Linked DNA regions of Gossypium hirsutum: region 1 is linked to region 2. A link is a contact called in public Hi-C data. All regions are on one chromosome and are shown on one strand. Each heading gives the region's core, a stretch centred on a gene start, on an enhancer-like site or on the middle of the called end of the contact. The rest is flanking DNA. Distances are from core to core; before and after follow the strand shown.

What was found. A called contact is a pair of places that touch in the nucleus more often than the background predicts.
Region 1: a Hi-C map of leaf shows a contact between it and region 2, with 5 times the contacts expected there. The contact joins the promoter of LOC107951107 here to the promoter of LOC107951105 in region 2. A contact is called at or near these places in 12 of 34 Hi-C or Micro-C datasets (anther, callus, hypocotyl and 2 more).

What each region holds. Positions count from the first base shown.
Region 1 is chrA02:37,636,677-37,642,463 of Gossypium_hirsutum_v2.1, forward strand. LOC107951107 (zinc finger CCCH domain-containing protein 6) reads left to right here and starts at 4,139. Exons shown (of 4, transcript XM_016886036.2): 1 at 4,139-4,661; 2 at 5,675-5,787. The coding sequence starts at 4,602.
Region 2 is chrA02:37,501,320-37,507,148 of Gossypium_hirsutum_v2.1, forward strand. It overlaps LOC107951105 (histone H3.3), which reads left to right and starts at 4,301. Exons shown (of 3, transcript XM_016886035.2): 1 at 4,301-4,682; 2 at 4,777-4,944; 3 at 5,057-5,356. The coding sequence starts at 4,611. The coding sequence ends at 5,227. It overlaps LOC107951104 (a long non-coding RNA gene), which reads right to left and starts at 2,522. Exons shown (of 6, transcript XR_001698324.2): 1 at 2,369-2,522; 2 at 2,200-2,286; 3 at 2,062-2,114; 4 at 1,052-1,148; 5 at 550-684; 6 at 1-215.

The sequences.
Region 1 (5,787 bases), core at 2,889-5,388, 140 kb after region 2:
CTTGATTACAGAGATGTGCAAGCAAGCTGGTGTGTCGATTGACCTCGAGGAACCGACTTGCCCACCAAAGGGCATTTTAAAAGATGCCATCTACGTGCGGTTCTACAATCAACATGCCGATTAGGTAGAGGAGTGGAACAAGGAGGTGGTCGCACATTGTGAGTACTCGAGGGGCACAGCCCAACCTGTACCACCATGAGTATACCGATCTAAGAGGGTTCCAAAAGATCCGATGAGCAAAAAATGGTTCAGACACATTGCAGTCAACGTCGAGCGCTAGACACAGTGGATGGCCCTCATATTGGGTCCTCCCGACAAGAGCAACACCACCCATTCCATCTTCCAGTATCTCCTAGCCTACGCTAGCTAGACCATCCACATTGAGAGGGGATACGGCAAGAGTCATCTCAGACGAGCACAATGGCAACACATACGAATTCGATGACATCTTCACCAATTTATGAGGGATTTTATTCTTTCTTTTTTGTTTTTGTTATTTTAATTTCTTTAGAAACATAAAAATGTTCTTATTAAATATATATTTTTTCTTTATGTGTTTTTTTTTCTGTGTAGGAACCCCACAAGGGATGAGGCACTACAAGTTCGAGCCAAAACTGCGAGGAAGAGCCAATCCCACCATTTGTGATGGACTTTTAATGCTAATCAAGTAACCTTTTTCCTTTATATTTTTATTGCACATCAGGGACAATGTAATGAATAAAGTGCGGGGGTGACATAGGAAAATTTTTAAACTTTTAAATTTTTAAAATTTTAAGTTTTTCTGTTATTTTGTTTTTTTGGTCATTTAATTTTTTTTTGTGTGTGTGTTATGAGTGTGCTTGAGCTTGTAGAAATACAAGTGATTGGTTAGGAACATATACCTAAATTGTTTACTTAGATTGTAAATTTAGCTTGAAATTAAATAATTTAGGTTGTTTATATTTAGTCTAATTAGATTAGTTTATTAGATTGTAAATAGGAAAAGGAGATTAAATATACCAAGTGATAAAGGTGGATGCAAATAGGTAATTACATTTGTAGAAGTATAGGAGGTTTCAATTAAAAAAAAATGCTCGATAAAATCCATGGTTATTGAAATGGTGCAGTATGACTAGTGCCTTTATAAAAAGTATCCAAGAAAAATCTTGACCGTATTGGCACAAATAATAATAAATCAAAAAATCATCGTAAGAAATTATTAGAGAAATATTACTGCATCAGAGTTCAAAGCATGAATAAAAATAAATCTAGTAGAAAAAAATTCGAATTTACTATACCCTTCAAAAATAAATGCTATATTCGTATATACATTTTGATGGAAGCATATATTTAATTTTCTTTAACTTGATTACTTTTTAATTTATTGAACTAATTTGTTCATGTGTAAATAACTTTGAATTGTTTAAATTTCTAGTTAGAGTTGTATATTTAGGCAAATCCTCCTAGTGCTGATACTCAAATCTAATCTCGTGTATGAAGCCAACTCAAGTATATTGTTTAGCTATATATTTTATTTATTGTCTTTTGTTCCTTGAGGGCGAGCAACGACTTAAGTGTGGAGGAGTTTGATCTGCCACAATTCGTTGTGGCAAATTAAGGTTTTTCTGACACTTAACCAACTTGTTTTCTAGTGTTTTTATATACCTTTATTTCATTTTTGGTTTTTATTTGCTTAGGTTTAGTTTTGGTAAAATAATCTTTTTACGCAATTTTTAGTGTTTTGACGACCCGTAAGGCAAACTTGGGACTCGGGTATGACTAATGGGTTGTTTGAGTATGTAGGGCAGCAATTTGGGCTTAAGTATGCAAGGAACAATGGTCATGTCATGACATCAACATTCGATGTCGCAACATTGAACTTCGAAGCATCAAAAGCTAAAAATAGGGCTAACGTCGTGCCATCATCGTGACAAATTGCTGACATCAATAGCCACGTGATCAGAATTTTAAAACTGCATTTTGTTTTTTATTTATTAAACCTATATTTTGTTTATTAAACTAGGGGTATTTTAAGAATAAATTACCTCAATATGTTGCCCTAGGTTTTGCCTATGTATACACTTTTATAATATCATTAGGAGGGTTGGTTGTTGATAGGTAGACAATTAAATAGCTTTATTTTTATTTATGTTTGCTTAGTCGGAATTCTTCCTGTTCCGATGTGAAGATAGTTGTGAGCGGAAATTGCTCTGACATTGCACCTCAATTAATTATCAATGAGAAATTTATCTATTTATATTTTGTTTCTCTGACAAATTAACGTTTGTATGAATATTAGAATAACTCTTGTGTTTATTTCATATCTAGCATGTTTCAGTTATGAATCTGATTTATTAATTAAGTAATTATTTATCTAAAATTGAGTGTTTATTCAAGAGTACTTAGTATATTAGGGACTAATACCCCTAATAGAATATCTAGACAGGTGAGACCGAGAGGGTATCCTATCAAGTATACTTGTGCTAAGTAGTGAGATCGAGAGGGTATTTGTAAGCCTAGGAAGAGATCAAAAGGATGACTTAGGTGGTAATCCTTAGTGAAAATGAGATCAAGAGGGTATTTTTACCTAAGGATGGTAAACAACTCAACCGAGGGTAATTTGTTGATAATTGGTTATTTAATCGAAAATAAACCGGGAACTCGAATCGTCGACACTAGGAATAGGAGATTCCATTAAGTTATTTTAGACTACTTAATTTAGTTAGGTTATTTTAGTTTAATTAATTTAATTAGTTTAATTCATATTTTAATTTTGGATTCACACTACTAATTTGTAAATTGATTCTATTAGTAGTTATTTTTGGTAATTAATTTAATAATAAATTTTGTCAATCTGCAATCCCAAATTTATATTACAATTTCACATGTTCTTTTGTAGATACTACACGAAATTTTATGTATTTTATTTGCACGATTTTCATTCTAAACCTTCGCAGTTTTAAACGCAGTCACCACCGTTATCATCTCTTCCTCTTCCAAATACATACATAAGCATAAAACTAATATACAATTTCAGCCTAGCTAAGATATACTTTCTTACTAAAATGAAACAAGAAATACCACATGAATCCTAATATACTCGCCTTCAAACTTGGTAATTTGAAAGAGATGGTCACTTGGTTAGTAAAATTTCACGAGAAATTTACAAATTTCGGTGAGGATGTGAAGTTGGGAGAAGTTTCCCATTTCATCTTGCTAATGCTGTTGGAAGAGAGGAAAGAATGGAAGACAAAAGAATTCTCATCTCTTCCATCAAATTCCCAACAATTCTCCTATCAAATCCAAAGGTTAGGATTTATTTTCCCATCAATTGACCATGATCCAATGGCCCCTTTCACTCTTACGTTCAACTTTGATCCAATGGCTCCTAATTAAACATGGAAACTTTGATCGAGTGGCAAATATTGGTCCCTACACTTTTTCTCATTGCTTTTTCCCATTTTGCCATTAGTAAGCTCCCATGGTTAAGATTAAAACACATGAAATTGATCTAATAGCTCTCACTCCAATTAATAAATTCAAAATATAACATCTTATGGTTTATTATTCTTCGAGGTCCTCCAATATTTTACCTCTTTATGACCAGGACTAATTTACAAGCTTAGACTATTTTCCCATCTAGTCCATCCCTTTATTATCTAACAATTTAATCCATACTTATCAAATTTGATTTGACTTTTTTAGAATTTATTTTTATTTTTTTAAAATTCATATTTATAAATTTATAAAAATATTTTTTTATAATTTTATAAAATAAATTATAATTTTTAGATTTTTTAAATAATTTTTTGACATATTTATATTTTTTAAAATTATCATTAATTTTTTTAAAATATCAAATTGCTCTTTTAATTTTAATTAAGAGATCAAATTCGTTATTAATCTTTGAGCCTTATTTCATCAAAGGGTTAATGAGCATAATGTAAGTTTTGATAAACATAAACTTAAGCTTAATTTAAGGAGTATTTGTGGAATTTACCCAAATGAAACTGAGTCAGAATATGAACATTTCAGCTCAAAACTCCAATTCGTTTTAATCCCACTTGCATTTATAGCGCGTGTCAATACAACATGAGCAATCCAAATCATCCCTCCATTTCCACGCGTTCTATAGATTGCGTTAGTCATCCTTAGCACAGAACAGAAGCCCAGAAAGAAAGAGAGAGAGATACATTTTTTCCTAAAAAAAAAAAAAGAGAAATATATTTAACAGCGAAACACGGAAAATAAATCAGGTAGAAAAACGGGGAAAGGACAAAAAGGAAAAACCGTTCTAGGGTTGCCTTGAATCTCTCTCTTTCCAGATATTAGATAATTAGAAATAGATTTGTAGGGCTTTTCAATCGATTCCTTCTTTATTTTCTTACAATTAGGGTTTTCGAAAGAGGTAAGTTGATTTAACTGCTGGGTCTCATTTTCGTTTCTTATCTTTCTTGGGACAGTGGTGTTGGAGTTTGGGTTTTAATCGACCCAACCCTAAAATCGGTGCTTTTGGGAATTGGACTTTTAACATTTTTACCGAGAATCGGAGCTGGAAAAGGATCATTTTTTTAGGGACTCTTTCTTAACAAATATATTGTATTTTTTTACGATCTGTAAATATGCGAGGAGTGCACAAATCAAAAAGGGTTACTTGGGCATCAGACGTTAACCTTTGTCAGGTAAAATTGCAGTTTTACTTTGGAAATTCCTGAATTTTGAGGTCCCTTTCAGGTGAAATTACAGAAAAGAAAAGGGGGGTGCAAAATTTTAAGTGAACCAAATATGTTGGAGAATGAAGCTATGTGAATCCTTCATGTTCTGCTGTTTTTGGTTTCCTTTTTTCTTTCATAAATATATTTTATCTATTACTCTGTCACTTTAATTGCATTTGAACCTTTCTGGTAGTCAAGTTAGTTTAGTTTTGGTATTCTTTTAATGCATGATTTCGAATGAGTTTTTAGTTTTGTTGATGCCATTGTTGTGTTAAGCTTTTTAGGGTCTTAAATGATGGTCTGTTCTTGTTTTTGTTTGTTTTTTCTTCTTTTCCAGTGGAATTTATGGCTTATTTTGTTTTGCATCTTAGTGTTATGGGAATAAATCTGCTAACGGAGTTTGGAAGTTTTTTCATGCTAGTTAGACACAGAAATGAGAGAATGGAAATGATAAAAGATTTAGATTTTTAAACTGATTAAAAAATGCTAACGATGATAAAAGTATTCCAGTGATTGCATCCTTGGCTTGTCATTTCTTGATGTTTCCTTTCATATAATGTTCATCTTTGCAGAACACGATAAGTTTACCACAATACAGTTGTAAAATCCCCTTGGAGTTTGATTAATATGAGTGTGTAATGTTTCTTATATTGCTATAGTTCTGAAGTCTTTGACTTTATGTTTCTGCTTGTAGTTGTTTTACCCGACCTAGTTTTGTAGCTCATACTAGATTTTAGTATAGGCAAAGTACTAGGTTAAGGATCTCAAATTCAACTTGAGATTTTATTACTCAGCTAAGGCTTAATGAGATGTTTATACAAGCTTTAATATATGTATTTATATATTGCATTTCCCTGTTTGAACAAGCTCTCTTCAGTTGCTAGATGGTGTTTTACTGTGAAATGATGTTTGAGCAAATTCTCAACCCTGTTTTGTTGAAAATGATAAACAGAAAATATAATTGCTTCTCCTCTTAACAGGTAAGGTTGTTTCTATCAGAGGAATCACCTTCACAAGTTGGGGTGGGTGGTCAAGATCACCTCCAAGCAAAAACATCGTTGGTATCACATATAAATGGGGCTACTGGGGATGA
Region 2 (5,829 bases), core at 3,051-5,550:
CTCTCCATAACCAAATTGAGAACAACAGGTGCATCAACTGTGACCGCCACCTTCACCGATGGTTGATCGGACCACTCCGCAATTTCAACAAACTTGCTCATATGCATCCCACTCAATAACGAACAATCATACATCATTACAGAATTTGAAGGGTACAACTGCATGTCTACACATTATATCTACTTTATCTCCAATCCAAGACAAGCACAACATCACTGCATAGAAAAAGCTTTCATATACAATTTGATTTCCTTTACTTTGTATCACTTCATCCAGCAGCTTATTCCATTTTCAAACATTATAAGTCATGGCTTAATAAGAGAATCCTGAAACTGACATGTCATGATACTGTAAAGCTTATTACTCTTTGTTTGCAGTTAAGTGTGGCTCAAATAGGGCCTTTGTTAAGTTACTCAAAGGAGTCAGTTTTCTTTATTTACAAATTATGCTTAACAGTTTTTTTTTTTACTACTAGCCACTGCAAATAAATATTCTAATAAAGCTCATTTAGTCTCATTCAGTTCCAATACACATAAAAAAAAATCTAACCTCTTCTGCTTGTTGTATAATAGTGTTAGTCCCCATGTGATGCCATTTGTTTGAACTCTGACAGCACCTCTACGTAGGTGATAAGTGAAGGATTAATGGCTACAAGTATGGCTGTTGGATCATTAAGGTACATACCTGCAGAATGGTAGTGAATAAATTAGAAAGTTAACGGTTCAACAGAAATCCCTTAACCACTTGCAGCAGACGAACCTTTTGTGTTGTATGCATCATGATGATAATTGAAGTACACCTCTAGTATCTTCAACAAGTACTGAGTAAATTTTCCATTTGAACTAGCTAATGTTTCTCGATCAGAATTTAAAATATGACAAGTTTGATTAAAAAAAAAACAAGTGGAAACTCAAAAGAAAGGATAAAAAAATAATGAGGAAAGAAATTCCAGAAATTAAAATTATAAGGTGTTCATATAGATCTATATATAATAGAATAATCCTCGCTAACAACATATTGACAAAGATAGAGAAATAGCCAAAATGAGTACCTATCAAAACAACTTGATGAGTTACATTTGTCCCTATAGCCAAAACATTTGCTTCACATCTGAACACAATATCTGCAGCACCTAGATCACTAAAGATCTGTCATTCGATTCAGCATTTGGAACAAGATGTAAGACAGAGTGTATGCAACCATGACACTAGCATGCAAAAACATTAAAGCGTTAAAAATTCAAATAAAATGTTTATTTTCTGAGTTTTTCCTTTTATGAACACCATCTTCAACTATTGAAATCATATGAACACCTAACATCTTAAGAAGTAAAAGTTATATCAGGTAGAAAGAAATTTTTTTTTGAAAGAGGGTAGAAAGAACTTGAAAATATCAAGATAAAAGAACGGTGGTAGTGATTTTTTATGGTTTAACAATTAAAAAGCATGAAGGTAATTATATTATAAAGTGCATATATATAAAGCTAGTTATCATTCAAATTATATCAAGGAAAGATAAATGAATACAAGCTCAAAACCCTCTAAAATAGTTCTCATACTGAGCTTGAGATGATGTTAAAACTAAAATCTATCTGAGTAATATATATATGTCGAGAATATCACAAGTCCTTCATTTAAATGTTGAAAAACATGTTGCTGTTTCATTTCAATCAAGTGTTCAAAAACATGCAGCTCATGTTAAGTGTCAAAACAAAACTGTTATACATTACTCAGAATCACAAAAACTAGATATGGCAGATTAATTAACCCTACAATGAATGACCACCCACTGCCCAGCATCAGCCTGAACTTATCGCAGAGTTACAAAAGAATATGATCAACACAAATAGAAAGCAACAAAAGTTGAACAAAACAACAAGCATAATAACAAAATTCAGATAAAAGCCAAAATTCAACACAAAGAACAAAAAGGTATTCAACAGTATAAAAATTAAAATCAAAATTCTAGGGAATTGCCAAAATTATCGGTTAAAAAGTGGACAAGTAAAGAACAAGAAGAAAAAAAAAGAGCTTTAAACTGAACATAAAGAAGATGCCATACCTTAAGCCAAGACCCTTCGAAGAGGAAGATTTGAGCGAAACGAAACAGCAGCCCTGAGAAGAGAAGATATGCGACAGACACTAAGAAAAAACGAAAACAAAAGATGAAGAACAAAAGAAGTAGAAGGAGGAAAGTTACCTGGATGAAGAAGAATGAAGATGAAGAATGACTAGGAAAGATTGGTGAAAGTTGGAAAATGTCACAGAGCCAAATGAAACAGCAGTCCTGAGAAGAGAAGATATGCGAAAGCTAAGGAAAAAAGGAAATTAAAAGATGAAGAACAGAAGAAGTAGAATGAGGAAAGTACCTGGATGAAGAAGGAAGATTAAGAACGACACAATGGGGAAAGATTGGTGAGAGTTGGAAAATGTCTTACAGAAAAAAATCTATAAGACATTTTCCCTAAAAGCATAGACATTTTACCCGTGTTTTTGAAAACATTTTCCTTATGTAAAATGTTTTCAGTAAAATAAACACAGTAAAACTAGGAAAACATTTTCTGGAAAATGTTTTCTTGGCAAACAAACGCACACATAATTTCAAAATATGTGTAATATTTCCTAGATTGGAAATTTGAAAATGTAATTACATCATTTGTTCCAAGTTTCATTTGTTGGATTATTATCGAAGTTTGTATTTCTTCCATTCTAGTGTTTCTAGAAATACAAAATTTCTACTTAGTTTTGTAGGAAAAATAGGAATATGAACTGTTTTCATTCCTATCGATGTTGAAGATATAAAACTTCTATTTGGATTTTTCTCATCTTCCTCTATTTGAGCATTTGAGGGTAAAACCAAATTATCATTTGTATTTGTTGTAGCTGTATTTTTAAAATATAATTTATCATTAGACGACATATATTTTATTGTTCTTACAGGTTTATAAGTATTGACACTACTTATCCTTTCTATCATCCAATCTTTTGGTGTTGATAAATCTCTTAAATGTAATAATTTTGGTTGTATTTCAGTAGTGATTTTATTGGGTTCAAAGAGTGCAATAATTTTGTTATTAATTTCTTTGATTTCTACTTCTGCTATATTAATATATTCATAAATAGAAGTTCAACTGATTGCTAGATCTTATGCTAAATCATTAATTTCAGAATTTTTTATTTGAATTCTAAGACATAAACTATCAAAGGATCTGTAATAGATATAAAGTAATTTGGTTTAACTTTAAATCCTATTACTTCTTCATGTAAATTTGATTGAATTCCTCGAATAGGTGCTCTTATTGGATTTTCAAATCTCTTATCTAATAAAACTGCTATTATTGGTATATCATGACCTTTTCTAAATAAAGCTCTTATAGTTATCATTATTATTCCTAAATGTATATATCTAACTTGGGGATATTTCTTTTTAATCCTCTTAATTTTATCTTTATTAAATAGTCGGCTTTCTGTTAATCCAGCTCTAGTATCTTTAGCTACTGTATTACCACTTATTTTTTGTATATGATTTTGACTCCATATCTTATATTTAGATATTTTATAAATTTCTTCTTTAGAAATTTAATTTTTATTAATTTTTTCTATCATTTCATTAGAAAAGTCTTTTTCTTCTCCAATTATATTTTCTAATTTTATATCTTGTTGTTCACTCTTAGGAATTTCTTCTAATTGATTATTACAACTGCTTCCTATATTAAACATAAATATATATTATTCTTCATCTGTATCATCTATTTCTGATATTAATTCGTATAATATTTCCTTAGGTTTTATTTCCTCTTCCGAACATATTTCTAAATTTTGTTCTTCTAAGTGTTTTAATCATTTTTCTTGTACATTTTCCTTTATTAGGACAATTTGGTGCTATATGTCCTTCTTCATCACATATAAAACATTTACATATTTGTCTTTTAGATTTTTTAGAAATTTTTCTTCTAATAATTTTTTTTATTATAGCCAAAATTACATATTTGTTTTATAAGTTATATAATAAAGTGACAAAATTACATATTTATTTTATAAGTTATATTTTATTTTATAAAATTGACAAATTTTAACAGAGTAGTATTGATAATTGGATTATATTTATTAAACTGAGGGCTTCTATAGTACAGAGATTAAACCTTAAATTCATTAAAAATACAAGGACTAACCACATATTTTAGCCATAAGAATAAGAATTTGAAAATGGTAATTTTCTTCCTTGTACAAAAGAAACAAAACTTTGCCACGCTGGCAATCCTCACAGCTTAGACGCCCAATCAGATTCAGTCACACGGATCAAAGCCTGCACACAATATTTTCTCTCTCTACAATGCCGTTGAATGATGTTTTCGAATTTCCATATTTGCCCCTCAATTAAACGGACCTTAACCCTTCCCTTCCGTTCCCCTTATATTTAAAGTCGCTATCCCCATTCGCTTGTCTCTCAAAATCAAAACCCTAATCTCTTCTTATCAAGGAAATAGCGGTTGCTGATCATCTCTGGATTCTGTATTTCTTGATCTCTCGTGGATCTGATCATTTATTTGCTGGATTATTGTATATCTTTCAGGATCTTGGATTTCAATTTCCTTGTATTGAAGAAAAAAGATGGCTCGTACGAAGCAAACTGCTCGCAAATCAACCGGAGGGAAGGCTCCCAGGAAGCAGCTCGCCACCAAGGTATGATTTTTTAGGGCTTTAATTTCCCAGTTTCTTTTATTTTTAAAATACGTTTCAGTTGATCTTTTTATGAATTTCAATCAATCAATTACAGGCTGCAAGGAAATCTGCGCCTACGACCGGCGGAGTCAAGAAGCCTCACCGCTACCGTCCTGGAACCGTCGCCCTTCGTGAAATCCGTAAATATCAAAAGAGCACTGAACTTTTGATCCGCAAGTTACCCTTCCAGCGTCTTGTTCGTGAAATTGCCCAAGACTTCAAGGTATGTATATAAATGCCAAAAAAAAATCGAGAAATCGAACCCCTGGTAGTCCCAATTGGTTTTATTTGTTCGTATAGCGTAATAACTAAGGTTTTTTTTTCTTGTTTGGCAGACGGATTTGAGGTTTCAAAGTCATGCGGTTCTGGCATTGCAGGAGGCTGCAGAGGCATACCTTGTGGGTTTGTTCGAGGATACCAACTTGTGCGCTATCCATGCCAAGAGGGTCACCATTATGCCCAAGGATATTCAACTCGCTAGGAGAATTCGTGGGGAGCGTGCTTAAGTTTCTTTTTTAATTTGTATTGATTCAGGGGTTGTTTTTGTGGGTAATTTCGGATTCTATGTAATCTAACTGGATTACATCTTTAAAGGATTTTCATTATTCATGCAGCTTGAATAGCTGGTTCATTCACATCATATTTTGTCGGTTTTACGATGAATGATATTTTATACTGTGTTGGATTAGAACATGCTTTTCGAAGGTTTGTGGTGGATAACATTAGCAATAAGAAAGTATCTCCGTCAAGTATCAATCAAGGCCCAATTAAGCTGGGCCGGTTTTGTTCCAAAATGATGCGGTTGGTGGCCTTTCTCCCTTTTATCATTGTAAGTGTCCATGCTTGTAACACCAATATTTCGGAAGCAGGATAGGGTAGGGTATCTCTTAATCTTTTATAGTTTAAAGTTATATTATTTAAGAATATTTTAATTTTTTAATTTTATTTTTTAAATATATAACAAATCATGAAATAAGTAATAATACAAAATAAAATATGTACAATATTATAATGTAAAAATATTAAACTGTAAATAAAATTAAATTTAAACACATAAATAGATTATATTAAAAATATTTAATAAATTATAATTTTTTTATTAAGATAT